Linked DNA regions of Gasterosteus aculeatus: region 2 is linked to region 1. Evidence: chromatin contacts called from public Hi-C data. All regions are on one chromosome and are shown on one strand. Each heading gives the region's core, a stretch centred on a gene start, on an enhancer-like site or on the middle of the called end of the contact. The rest is flanking DNA. Distances are from core to core; before and after follow the strand shown. Region 1 overlaps LOC120829322 (oxysterol-binding protein-related protein 2). Region 2 overlaps mtcl2 (microtubule crosslinking factor 2).

The links. Hi-C and Micro-C count contacts between places; a contact is called where the count stands out from the background.
Region 2: a Hi-C map of skeletal muscle shows a contact between it and region 1, with 2.8 times the contacts expected there. The contact joins two enhancer-like sites. A contact is called at or near these places in 2 of 6 Hi-C or Micro-C datasets (skeletal muscle and tail fin).

The regions. Positions count from the first base shown.
Region 1 is chr2:15,417,124-15,424,326 of fGasAcu3.hap1.1, reverse strand. LOC120829322 (oxysterol-binding protein-related protein 2) reads left to right here. Exons shown (of 14, transcript XM_040193343.2): 8 at 59-166; 9 at 867-956; 10 at 1,119-1,239; 11 at 1,614-1,739; 12 at 1,853-1,976; 13 at 2,283-2,373; 14 at 2,900-5,654. The coding sequence ends at 3,002. bsna (bassoon presynaptic cytomatrix protein a) reads right to left here. Exons shown (of 17, transcript XM_078093700.1): 17 at 6,335-7,203. Among protein-coding and RNA genes, the nearest start is that of LOC120829322, 17 kb to the left of the region's middle. Within about 2 kb of position 2,971, at least 1 of the 9 cell types and tissues checked has open chromatin away from gene starts, as enhancers often do.
Region 2 is chr2:15,488,263-15,495,465 of fGasAcu3.hap1.1, reverse strand. mtcl2 (microtubule crosslinking factor 2) reads right to left here. Exons shown (of 24, transcript XM_078086245.1): 14 at 7,045-7,161; 15 at 6,800-6,967; 16 at 3,557-3,706; 17 at 3,224-3,340; 18 at 1,634-1,698; 19 at 1,407-1,515; 20 at 675-1,268; 21 at 1-227. Among protein-coding and RNA genes, the nearest start is that of LOC144389403, 23 kb to the left of the region's middle. Within about 2 kb of position 2,570, at least 2 of the 9 cell types and tissues checked have open chromatin away from gene starts, as enhancers often do.

The sequences.
Region 1 (7,203 bases), core at 1,722-4,221:
CCCTGCCCTTCATCCCACCCTGATTGTGACTCTGTTTGTGGTTTCTGCTCTCCTGCAGGCACAACGAGGCGTACACATGGAGTAACCCTTACTGCTGCGTACACAATATCATCCTGGGAAAACTGTGGATCGAGCAGTACGGCACGGTGGAGATAGTCAACCACAGGTAAACTACGCTTAGGAGATGTCGCCTGTTATGTTTGTGACCTTTTCCTGTTGTTGGGATGCTGAATATATGGTGACACACCGGTTTATCAAGTTCAGATTGAACAAGTTACAGTAAAAAAATGGGCAAGAACGTTCATTGATTAACTTCATAACTGTTTTCCCGTTAATACTAAACTAATGTCGGAGGCTCCTCACAATTTCCTTGGTATTCCAACTAACTGCAACTATATTCCATCTGCCAAAGGGATTTAATCAAAGCCAGAAAATTGACAATCATATCAAGCAAATAAATGCTCACTTTTATAATTATGACATCATTTTTATTTCTCTTGTATGCAATAAAGTGGATTTAAAGGGAATTCAAGTCATCAATAGTGCTCATTGTCCTTTATTGGTGCTAAAGAATGATTACAGTATCACTGAGCCACACACACACACACACACACACACACACACACACTCGCTCATAGTTCTTTAGAGGAAACTAAGTTCCAATATAAAACTAAGCTATGAATGGTCATAGTAACGCTGTGATATCGGTTGCTCACCAATTCACACCGCGCTTTTATTAGCGTTTTGTGCGATCGTCACAATGTGGCACTGATTTCCCAATTTACTTAGTTACATTTTTACTATGGAAAACAAAGGCATGGCAGAGATAATGGTGGGTTCTTTTTCTCTCTCCTCTCCTTGTGCAGCACTGGAGACAAGTGTGTGATGAACTTCAAGCCCTGTGGGATGTTCGGCAAAGAGCTTCACCGAGTTGAAGGGTACATTCAGGATAAGAGGTTAGCGTTCACTCTCACAGTTTGTAACTATGGCAACCACAGTATATTATATCGTTTCACAGCTGGTGACATTACCAAAGTTTTTATACTAATCAGGTTCTTCCTCCTCATCTCTTCGACTTTCTATCGCCCCCCCCCCCCCCCCTCCCGTTCTCTCTCTAGTAAAAAGAAGCACTGTGTCATCTATGGGAAGTGGACCGAGTGCATGTGGAGTGTGGACCCTCAGGCCTACGAGGCCCACAAGAAGTCAGAGAGGAGAGGAGACAACAAGAAGCAGAAAAATGTGAGAACCATTTAGAAGAATTCTTTATCCGGCACCTCTACTGCTTATATTACTCCCATAGTCTGAATGTGATAGTCTACTTCTCTACAATTGGTCTTAGTCCCATTTGTTATTACTAAGTTCTCCTCTTGAGTTCCTGATGACGTCCACAGCAACCTGTGTGGTCTCAACCCGGTTAAATTGCTGGGCTTGTGGAGGCTGTTGAGATCTGTTTGGTCATTTGTAGTGAAGCATAATATCTCTGATAACTCTACTGAAGGAGGTGACGGGCACTTCCTGTAGATAGTTAGTCCCGTACCATGTGATGTTAGACTCCACTCAGCCCTGAGCACATTGATTTTAATGGCGGTGACAAAGAAGTGTGTCATTTCCAGGAGGAGCAGGAGGGAGCGGAGAACGATGACGCGGACGATATGCCTGACGTCCAGGAGACGGTTTCTGTGGTTCCAGGAAGTACTCTGCTCTGGAGGATAGACGCCCGACCGCCACAGTCCGCCGAGGTATGAAAGTAAAAACACATGCACGCTGCCAAGGTCCAAGTCCCCCCAGATGAACGTCCCTGAGGCTCCACTGACTAACACATCCATAATCCCTCTTCTTCCTCCCCCCCTAGATGTACAACTTCACCCACTTTGCAATGTCTCTGAATGAGCTGCAGCCCGGCATGGAGGCCTTCTTGGCCCCCACAGACTGTCGCTTCAGGCCGGACATCAGAGCCATGGAGAATGGCAAAATGGGTAATTTGATTTTAAACTCCCTAATCAATGCTTTGTGGAGTCCTGTTTGCCTTGTTTGGCAGCAACGCCCTGCAGAAACCTACAAAGATAAAATTATAATTACAAGTCACATCTGACACAGATCACTGGTACAGATTATTCTCTCAGTGTAACCGAAAACAAATAAATGACTGTGATGCTACCGACTGAAGGATGCAACTGAAAAAGATACAAAGAGTGGAGAGTAATAAGACGATGCTGCCACCTGCTGGCGGGTCTGCGTCATCATTGATCTCCATTAATGATCCATGTGTTGTTCTTCTGCAGATGAGGCCAGTAAGGAGAAGGAGAGACTGGAGGAGAAACAGAGAGCTTCCAGAAAGGAGAGAGCTAAGAACGAGGAGGAGTGGACTACCAGGTGGGAAACACACATGTGCGATCTCTCAGTGCTCTCAATTCAATGCACACGTAGCAACGCTGAGCTCTCAACAGTTCATTTCAAATTGATTTAAAATGATTGCAAAGCAACTGAAAATATGTCTCATCTGTGCAGAGCTTTGTTAGTGTGATGTGAAGATTATGCACTCTTTAATGGTAGTTTCTCTAAAATGTGAGTTAAAGTCCAGGCTTTTTGATGCTGGCAAAGACCTAAAAGACTATATGTTTAGTTACTTAAAGGGGCAATAGACGACTTCTCAGCTCCCTCCCCAGATTCAGTCACTCATTCAGAACAGCTGTTACTTTGTTTGTTACTTCTTCCACTGCTGACAGTACTGGCAAAGAAGTTCCACTGATACTCTGGTAACTGTGGATGGTCACCAGGGGGAAAACAAACCCCCTATGCACGTCCTGTTTTTGTTGCCTGAGGGTTGGTGTCACGTGTCTTGTGCAGGAAAGCCAGCCTGTGTGTGTTTTCCCATTGTTGATCTTTGTGTGTCTCTCAGGTGGTTTCAGATGGGCACCAACCCGTACACCAACTCCCAGGGCTGGCTGTACTCCGGCGGCTACTTCAATAGGAAATACCAACACATGCCTGAAATCTACTGATAGCCCGGCAGCCTTCGTCCGCCTCCTCCTCTGTACCGTGCAATGACCTGCCTGTCATGAAAGGGAGAGAAATGTTATGAACCCACGTACCCATCTTGATCTCACGGCCTTCATCGTCGTCCTGTGTAGACTGAGCGACCCTCCCCGCACTGAGTGCAAAGACTTACAGAGGACCCGCGTGCGCGTCACTCCTCGCAGCCTGCACGACGACACGCTTCAGGTCTTTGTTTTTTAAATCTTCACGTAAAGTCTTAGGCGCTGCTTTTGTGATTTTTGTATTGCATATCGACAAGCAGGGTTTTCCCACCTCTCGCCGTCGCTTAGAGCACAAGAATAGTTTTTATTTCTGACCACGCAAAACGAAAATGAACAGCGCACAAACTCCGATGTATCCGATCTGAATGTTAAACGTCTTTACAATCAAACTCTCACCAACCTGCCGAACCTCTGGACCACGAGTTTCCCAGGCATGAAGTAAAGCATAATGATCCCATCAATGGTTCATGGACAGGCATCCAGTCAGCAGGGACATCAGGGATGTGAATTCTCTTTTGACTGAGATGAATCTCGAGAATGCTTATTCTTTATTTTTTAGGAGCTCTGCAAATATACAAGTATAGACATGTACCACTGTACAGAAAAAAACACGAGTTCATTACTGGCGGACGCGTTGTATCCCTGGAACATTTACTCTTGCTGCCCCCCCAAGGTAGAAAACCGGTGTTTCCCCGACAGCGTGAGTGTACAGTGTGAGGGGAACGTGCGACCAGATGAGACGAAATTTAGTTCTGCGTAGTTTGATCTGTCCCTTTATGGAAGGAGTTTGACATTTTTATTGGAGAATATTTAACTGCTATGATGGAGCCGCCACCGTTGAGCAACAGTGCTGACATCCCCAACAACAATTTAAGTGACCGCAGCCTCACATTCACGGTGTGAGTGTATTAATATGTACAGACACTTATCAAGCCATGTTAGCTACAAGAGAGCGAGCGTATTTGCTGTGTGAGTAATGGCAATTTACATTATTGCTATTAATCTCGCTCAGTAAGGCCCAGTTAAAAAAAGAACAATCGTATCGGCGTAATATTATGTGACATGATCTGCAGCTGGATTGGATGTTTATGTATACGGATCCTCTACAAAATTAGAAAATTATGACAAGGCAAGATAAAAAACAACTATAGATTAAAAATGGAAAGCCGCGTCGCCCTGGTCGACTCATTATGGCCCGCGGCTCGTCTCATAATCCGTCCACGTTTTTTTTTTTTTTCAAAAGAAAACCCTAAAGAGAAAGTTAAAAAGCACATGGATGAATGTTGGCGCAAAAAACAAAATGAGCGAAACAAGTGTCCGAGGGTGAAAGCAGTGCACATCTAGTATTTGTACAGAAACTCTTCACTACCTGCTGCTGCGCTCTGCTCCCGATTCGCACCTCGACCCTCACGTTCCCCCTGTTTCACTGGTGAGAATGTTTTTCACAAAGGGAAAAAAAAGCACTTTGCTCCTGTGCTTTTGTTGGGTGAAGAAAGAAAGAAGGCGATGGATCTTCTAGGTTGCACCTTTTTAAATGAGGACGGAGGCGGTGGCACACAGCTATTGAGCAGCATCGTGTCCCTTGTGGCTCTAAAGTCAGGGCGACCAGAGCGTCTGGGAGCCATCATGCACTTCACTACAGCAACTCTATGCAACCGCTGCACCTCAACATGGACCTGTTGTACAGCAGCGTCCCCCCCCCCCCCCCCCCCCCCCCCGCTCCCCCCCAAGAGCACAGACACACTCGTTGAGCCTCTCAGCTTCGCAAGCAATTCCTTTGCCTTCTTAGTTTATCTTACATTCCAAATGAAAAGGACATTCTTCCAATTTTTGGGGACGACGCATCTTGTATCGCCTTAAATGTTCGATTTGTGTGTTTTGTTTTTAAGAACTTAAATCTATGACTAATGTTTAGTGCCTGCTCTTTACATTCCCTTTTTTTAAATTTGTTTATTTATGATTGAGGTTTCATGAAATAATTCTGTTGTCATTTTTCTTTTTTCTTCAACTAATTCAAACAGCTCTTCATTTAATTATTTCACCGTAACATGAATCTTTATAGAGGAGCAGAGTGCGTTATCGGGGCTTGAAGTGAACGTCATTCACCAGTTTAACACTAGTCAGTAAAGTGTGAGATTTGTTGTTAAAGTACAAAATAATCTACATCGACACTACTTGAGTTGAAGTTCACACCAGCTAAATGCTACAGTTGTAAATGATCCCACAACAGAAACAAACTCTATGGAAGGTAGTTGTTGACCGTAAAGTGATTTGAGCTGGTGAAGTTGTGCGAGTTGTGCGAGCGGCTCAGTCTGACGTTGTGAAACTAGATTTGTTGCTTTGAGTGTCGGTTCTTTGTTGAGTTTGAAACTATCACGGGGTTCTCGATGTCGTATGTGTACAAGTGCTGCACAGAAGTAATCACAAGCAAAATGGCATATTATTTTGTGTGATTTATTCCTTTTAAAAAAATAGTATTTAAGCAATTTTTGGTGAGAGAATTGTACCAGTTTTATTTTCAGGTGAGGGACTGTAAGGGGTCATATCCAATCTGTGGACATTTTCACATTAATGTACGAGCGGAAATGTTAACTAATAAATCCTAATTTCAGTTTATAACCTGTCTGTGTTTTCTGTTTTTTTAGAAGAAAATGATTACATATTAGATATTACTTCAATTTGCTGAAAAAATAGAGCCAATAAACCACATGAGTAGATCTGATTCTTTGGACTTTTCACTCACAAGTTTTAAAGCCTTTACATATAATAAATAAAACTTAATTTGAGAGTTAAAAAAATCAGACTTTAGAAGTTTAGTGAGAGAATTTACAGAATACAGCAAGTCGACTCTCATATAAGCAGCATCCTGTACGCCGCCCACACGCAGATACATCGTCTCCCACAACGTAAACAGACCCGTTAACACCCCCTGTCTCCGTCTCTACGGGGGGGACTTATCTGGAAGTTAGGCCGGGTCATATGTGGACCCGTGTCTGGTGTCTGTAGACATACCTAGAACACGGCTGCCTGTGGTCTCATCCGTACGTTGCCAAAGAAATAGACAAAATCAGGTGCTGGAGTAGATTTGACTGTTCGCTTTGTTGTAAACTAACTGATTTAAAATGAAGGGTAAATTTGAGGATATAATCATATGTACGACACCTTGAACCGTGATGCTGTAAAAGAAGAAAAGATATATAAACTAAATAAGAGACATTTTTTATATATATATATATATATATATATATATATATATATATATATATATAAACTAAAATAAGAGCTTACACAAAAGGTTTTTTTTTTCTTTATTTGTCTTTTCTTTATTTTCCTGATTGAAATGTATTGTAAGGTCATAATTTGTCATTCATCACATTACATGGCATGATGCACCAGGTCTACTACACCCATTTATAGGAGGAAAACACGGAAACATACACAAGGTTTTACAATGGGGGGGGGGGGGGGGGGGGGAACAGGAAGTTTAGCTCATTGCACTTACAACAGTGAATGGAACACTTTGTAATCATTTTTAGGCTCTTGACCTTATTCTCTATTTTATTTTCACCCTCTTTTTTTCATTCAGTTGGGTTATTTTATTATATTTCTTTTCTTCACATCTCCATTGTCCAATTTGCCATCTCACCCTCTTCATCGCCCCAAAAATGAAATGGAAGCAAGAACGCTGTCCTCCCCCTTTCTTTGATGTAAATTTCCATTTAACAAACACAACATGTATAGAAACTCTGCACAGACCAATATGTTTTTATCTTTTTTTCTTTTTTTGTATATCCGAATACTATTTTTTTTCATGAGTCTTAAACAGTCCGCACATTTTTTTCCATTTATTATTCACATCAGCAGCTGCTCTTTGCTTGTTATGTGTTTTTTTGTTGTTTTTTCATGTTTCTGGCAGGGAGGTTCAGGCTTGCATACGCGCCAGCTTGTGTCACTGTGTGGTGTGCAAAGGCCTCTCTCATGCCTGTGTGTGTGTGTGTGTGTGTGTGTGTGTGTGTGTGTGTGTGTGTGTTAGCATGTTTCAGATGTACATGTTGTATAGAACATGTTCTTCGTTTACATCTTGTTTGTTCAAAGCAGACTCTGGTTCTCATCTGGTATTTACACTGGTGGGAGGTCAAAGGTTGAGGAGGTCTGAAAGGTCAAG
Region 2 (7,203 bases), core at 1,321-3,820, 72 kb before region 1:
GAGCAGCATGGCCTGTCGATGCGGCTGTGGACTTTATCCAGGGATGTGGATATCTGCCGGCTTCGAGCAGACGCCAGCGACGACGTGGTTGTTGACGAGGGGCGAGTAGACCAGGCTTTGGAGTGTAGGCCCATCCCTCTGCTGCTGGGGAGGTTGTCTGTTTGAAGCCCGATGCTGACATATTGCCAATTGGTCTGCGTGGACCTGGTGGACACGCCCAGCGCCGCCTGCAGGGCAGACATAGAAATGAAGTGTTGAAGAGACAACATGACGACCTCATGTTGTCAATGAGTCCTGGATGTATATTAATATCTGGTAACATCTGAGAGTGCCGTGAAAATCAGCATCCTTTTTTTTTTTACGAGTCACTAGATACACAAGACAAAATGCTGCTTAGTATTACAGGTTCAAATGAATGCACCTTCAAAACAAATCTAAATCTTATGATAAAAAAAGACCAAAATTGTTTGATATAATCAGATGTCATTACAAGATAGTGATGTGATTATTTTACATCTTGCAAGATGTGTCGTTTTATTCATGGCTTTAGCACATTTTATGTATTATCTTAATAAATATTCAAAAAGTCTGTTAATCACAAACCTGCTACAGTTATGTGAAGCCCATTTAACTGGTGTATGTTTGACTATGAATTATTTTTAAAAACAATGTACCTGACTCCCCGGCTCCTTGGAGGGTTTCCTCTCCAGGGAGGAAGAGCGGATTGCCTGGCGGACACAGTTGGTCATCTCCTTCATGTCGTCACTCAAGTTGGCGGAAATCTCCCCGATCTCCAAGCCGTGGAATGCCGACGTGGGCGCCCTCCCATCGACAGAGCCGCCGCTGCCGCTGCTGCTGGCGACGCTGGGGATCGAACCAGCGACGCAGCCGCTTCTGCTCTCCAGCAGCTCCCTGTGCTGCTTGGACAGCGAGCTCAGCCACTGCTCGTACGAGGACGAAACGGAGGATGGAGGGTGTTGCTGCTGAACCTCATGGCTTCCCGCCGCCGTCACGTCTGCGCCGGAGCCACTCACCCCCAGGGAGGAGCTCCCGTCCTGGGCCCGCTCTGGCTCTCTGGCCTCCCGGCTCCTCCTTCGGTGCTCCGTGCGTCTCACCGCAGGGGGGCTGTAGTACATCCGGATGCTGGTGCGGTCTGGAGCAGTGTGGCTCCTCTGGACCGTCTCCAGATGCAGATCTGATCCCACCGAGCCGCTGCAAGATCCGCTGGGACCGTCCCAGGTTTTACAGGTGTACCCAACCTCTGGGGTCTGAGGTGAGAGAGTGGAGACAAAAAATAAAAAAGCACAAAATAGTGAGCACTATACATTTTTAATACGTCTTTTCCACCAGTCTTTGAATAAAAGAAATTTTAAAGGAGTGATTGTGTCAAGTCACACATTGGTTACCTCATTGGTCAGGTAGGTCCAGTTCTTCCTGGTGAGGTCACCCAGCTCTGGGACAGAAAACTGAGCACGGTGGAATTCTGGGCCATCCAGGTCCGATGTTGATTTGGTTCTTGGAAAGAGAAGCAAAGCGAAACATTGATGAAACACTCCTATTATCAAACAGACGTTGTGAACAAAATCATCATTGATTGGCTTAAATCTGTGAGGTAATATGTTTGAACGGTTACCTCGGCGACCCTGTTCCATTCGCTACGACTGTGTCTGCAGAAGACTCGCTGCCAAATGACTTTGACTGTGAGGACAAAAAAAGGAACTGCAGTCAGTGAAACCGCCGAACTATTCATTGTTTTATTTACACACGCAAATAATTGTTGTGGCATTTTGTTACACTTTTTCTTTCACACGACAGACACATTCATCTCACTGCCGTCCCCTTTCTCTGGAGCTGTTTTGGCATGAGAAAGTGGAGGCTGACAAGTCTAATCTATCTGTGTCAGACAGCATGCAACACACACACACACACACACACACACACACACACACACACACACACACACACACACACACACACAGAGTTGGGGATGCTGAGTCAGTTTGTTGCACGCTGGAGAGGTGATCTCACACTTTAATTTCCCCACAGAGCAAAGGGACAGAGTGGGAGACAGGAAAAGGCCATCTGCAGATAATGGGATTAGTTGTGCAGATACACTGATGGACTTGCAGACCAGGCTGCTGGGTTCCGTGCGCAGTACCGACAGACACACTACTTTTCAGACTAGATTCCACAGAACAGGGTTACTTGTACCCAATGGGGTTCTCCTGCAGTTGCCAGGGTGACTTCCACTTCACAACCAGAGGCAATCTCAATGCACCCAATGGGGTACACGAGTTTAACAACGGCTCTGTGGGGGCACGACGCACACAAAGGTACCAGTGGTTAAACGCAAGTACTGTTTGTTGACCTTTAAAATAGAGTTTCTCCATAAATCTAGCCCAATCCATCCCAACAGGAAACACATCCAATTTTAAAATAACTCACAAAAATAAAACAGACTGAGGAGTAAACATCTGATTTGTGCAGCCGGCTACTTTTACACTGACTGACCTGATGGGGCCACTGTAAGCATACGTCAGAAGCCCCTGAGAGGCCCCACGGTATAACACAAGTAGAGTAGATAGTAGATGTGATTGGTGCTTTCATGGAGAAAAAAAAACTACCACTTTAAAAACTCTGATGAAATCCCTCCCAGACACGTTGCAGCAGCTTGGCAGCGGCTGCTCTGGGCTCTAATCAGCAGATCAGACTGACCACAGTGAGGCAACGACATCGCTTCCTCACGCACGCTGCGGCATCGACAGCTGAGTTTTCTTGTCTGCATCGGCGAAGTATCCCAAGGGGAAAAATATCACTCGATTGGATTGAGTTACAGCCGTAGGGTCGTCACATTTGTGGCAAATGATATATAATAAAAAAGTTAAAAAAAGATTTAAAAAGAATTAATAAAAAAAAATGGGTGCACATCAAGTGAGAGCAGGGTAAAACCATTAATACAATAAAATCGTTGATGCGGCATTTCAGAGTTGTTTTTCATGCAGGTTGCAGGTTTTTTGTCAGTCTGCAAAGCGGCTTTACTGCACGAGCTACAGCTTTTTTTAAATGCTAGCAGTGATACTTATCTCAGGCACCCTTATCCCCTCAGATTCACCCAACATCTGCTCACTTCTTCCTCTTTGACATTTCTCTCCTGCGCGCTCACAAGCACGCACGCACACACACGCACACACACACAAACACGCACAGAGGCCGCCCATCACACCTTCCCCTGTTGTGCAGTGGCCTCTCCCAGTCTCTGCTCCCACTGAGCTCTTTCCTGGCTGAACATCTCCAGAAGCTCCATCTTCTCTCTGCCCCAGTTCCTCTCCCCGATCTGAAGCTGATTGGTCCGCAGGCGGGTCACAGCGGAGAGACGAGAAGAAGAGGCGAACATCAGAGGAAGAGGAGGGACGGGGAGCGCACACCACCGGAATATGAAAGTGAACACAACTCCTGAGCCTTTTCACAAACGGAAACAGAGCTAAAGTCCAAACACAGGCGCGGACGTTGAATGTTGCTTTCAAACCCAACTCGGTTCTCTGAGACAGACACTCACCTGTTTCGTCAGGTCCATCACGGCTGCGTAGGAATCGGCCAAGAGGTGCTGGTGCTCCTCTCGCTCCCTCTTCAGCGCCACCTTCAGGTCCGCCGGGTCCGGAGCGTCAGAGACGGACAGCGCTGCCGCTTTTCCTGATTTGGTCTCAAGCTGAACGGAGAAAGACAAAGACATTGTGGTAAAAATCTGATTTACACCACCACAGTTCACCCTAAATCATAGGATGTAAAATCATTATTTTATTAAAAACTTTTATGAAAATTCATTTTTTATTAATCCCTCACGTCAGATCAATGTTATTTCTTACAAGGAGCTTTAAAAAGATTAATTTCCACTATGTTATATAATACATTATTACTTAATTTGACATTGTCTTTGATTTTAATCTAAACATGCAAATGAGTATCAAAATAAGCCCTTTTCAAAAGTACTTCTTATAAAGGAGGGGTGTTGAAATAGTGCTGAGTGAATGAATAAGCGGCATCATCCCATGATGACCTTATGATACAAAATGTCTTTATCTGCATGATGAAACTAGTAATATCCTGTCAATATCATTGTAACTTAATTACAAGCCGCGGTTTTAATTTATTTCAAGTGTTTTGCTCCGTCGCACTATGGACAGATTCTGTCAACGTGACATAGTCATAACTGTGCAAAATCTATAACGTTGTTTCTGCAGGAAAAAAGTGCTGGCAGTGCGCCGAGGAGTTCTTCATCCACACAACGACATCAGCACCTTTCTGAAAAGTTCTGACATTGTAAACTAGCTGGAAGGCCGAGAAAAAGACACTCAGAACAACATGTTAAATGACCTCATCCACGACCAGACGAGAGGCGAACGAGGATGAGATGCTTATGCTTTCTGCCGCTCATCCAATGGTGTCCATGCGTTGCCGAGGAAATGAGGAGGAGAACACAGAGCACAATCTAGATAAATCCTCTCAGCCCGTCACCTTCTCACTGCTGCTTTCTCACCTTCTATTTCTAGGTCTTTCACCCCCTTTTCCCGCTCTCTATAAATCTGGCCCGCTGTCACAGCGCCTGGTAGGTGGCATCACTTGAAATTTTTATGAGCAGCTCTGCTCTCCCCTTTTTTTTCTTCCCGTATGCGCCTCCTCGTTCACACAGCCGACACTACCGGGCTCATCAATTCGACAAGCGCGCACACGCACACACACACACACACACACACACACACGCACACACACACACACACACAATGATACACAACCGTAGACCCATCAATCCTCTGTTGCTCTCTAGCATGAAAGTCTGTATAAGGTGCCAATGGAACCGCCTGGCAGCCAATCACAGCGTAACCTGTGCGCGCCCATCCCAACTCCCGTCTCCCATGGTAACCGAGCTGCTCATTAACGCATCCTTAACGAGGTTTACTGCAGAGGCGTTAAGGGGGGGTGGGTGGGGGGGATTTCGCTGGAGTGCTGGAACCTCTTGGTGGCTGAGAGACGCCTGCTTCACGACTCGCCGTTAAATACGTTGAATTAAGTTTCATAAAATGATCCCAAGAGGATCCTTCAAGGCTTGGTGGGTGAAAAATGTGGTTTAGCCGAATTAATTCCTCCTAAAAGTCAGGCATTTATTTCATCTTTGCCTTTGGTATTTGCTCCATCACGTGGCTTCCAATCAGAAGCAATTTATAGTTGACGTAGAAAGAGAGTATTTGTAGCGACACGGAGCCGTGAGCTATTAACAACAACAACAACAACAACAGCGCCGTGGTAACAAACCCCAATCAAACCCACAGGGGCCTTTCAATGCTGAGTGGGAGGTCAAGAGAAATTACCTAATTTGACTATTATTAATAGATCCATTAGTATTCTTATAGCAATCAGGGTGAGCATGAAAAGTAAAACAAGTATACACATATTTAGCCACTGTCAGCTTCCCGTAGAGTATTTTCAGTTCAATAACAAATTAGGAATAGTGCATCCATTTATGTACAATGGTACTTTCCTGTAGTTCATTGTTTCAGTAATGGTTTGGTATCAGAGAGTGGCGCCTGGTTAGTGTAGGACGGAGCCGCGTTGGGCAGCATGTGATTCGCACGCCGCTGATTTTACAAACGCTCGACGCCATCAGTACTTTCAGCCGTCAGCTCTTACTTCCAGGGCAAGCAGCAGCCACAACAATCCCGGGAGACGAAATGTGTGCCAGGTTTATAAATAAAAGCGTAGCCCCGATGTTACATAATGCATGCAGATGTTTAATATAGCAAAGCTGACGGCGTTTGCAGGCTGTGCATCTACAACTGAAGCTCTAACCCTCAATTTAGCCTGTATTTTTGGTCAGTTGCTATTCATAAATGTTTTCTCTTATGAGTTAACATTAAACAGGTATTCTGAGCAGCATTTAGCTGGCATAAGCTTTAAATATTTTGCCTAAATGTACCTTCAACTCAAGTTCAATCAGGTGTTCATTACACGTCCTTCTGTCGGGATGGACGGCCGATTACTTCACCCTCTGGGTATTTCGCTTTGGACTTCACCGAAAGCGTTTGTTTATCTGGCTGAACGGCGAAGATGATTTCCTGTCAAGCCGTCTGACGGGGAGGACTGTGTTTGCAATTGAGTTGACTTGTTGGGCTAAGTAACAGCTGGAGCTGCATGCTGCCAGGCGGATGTGGTTCAGGGGAATATCCACATCTGTGATACAGTCGAGGAATCTTTGTGATCATGGCGCTGATTAATGACCCCGTCGGTGTGCGAGTGTCTCACTGCGTTACGGTGCTGGTGCCGACCAAAACACACCCATCGCCATTTAATCCCCCTGTTCTTCTGACACGGTTACAACAACATGATAATGGCTTTACTTTAACTGCCCTGTTTCTCTTTCATATCTCTCTCTGTCTGGATTACCAGGCCGTGTTCTATCTCAGAGGCTGTTAATTAACACTTACGCAGTTACCACCTCTGCTGCTGTTATGAGACAAAGAGACAATGAGGGAGGACGGGATTAAACATGAATACCGGTGCTCACAGGCCGGTAGACAGAGGGTGGGATGAGAGGCACAAATTCACAAATACATAAGCCACTTCATTCAGTAGGTAGACGTTGACGAAATGGAATGTCACGTTATTTCGAGAAGCACTTGTCAAAATAAATGTTGGCCACTTCAGAACAGAAAAGTCACACGTTATTCCCCTTCCTGTCTGTTTGTAGCTCACTATAGGTCCACTATGACGTACCAGCCACATGCCAGCAGAGAGAAATACTCCTTACCTGCGTAATGAGGCTCTTTAGTTCGGTCCGCTCCACTTCCCATGATGCCTTGGCCTTGGCGAACTGCTGTGTGAGTTCTTGGGAGCCTTGTCTCTCCTGTCGCAACTCGCCGCTCAAATCTTGCAGCGTCACCTTCAGGTCCGCCAAGGTGCTGCTCACGGCGCTCGACTGTCGGCGAGGATACGCGTGTAAGAACGTGTGCATGCGGAAGGCTGTGTGTGTGTGTGTGTGTCAACTCAACCTACCTTGATGGTTGGGCTGAGTGGTTGTTCGTCTGTAGCAGCCCTCCTGTCCGCCTGGTGGGCGGGGCTTGTTAGGTTCTCCTCCTCCAGCAGCAGATACAGGTCCTTCAGGCTGTTCATCTGGGGGAAAAGAAATCATCTGTATGTTAATCCATCAAAATA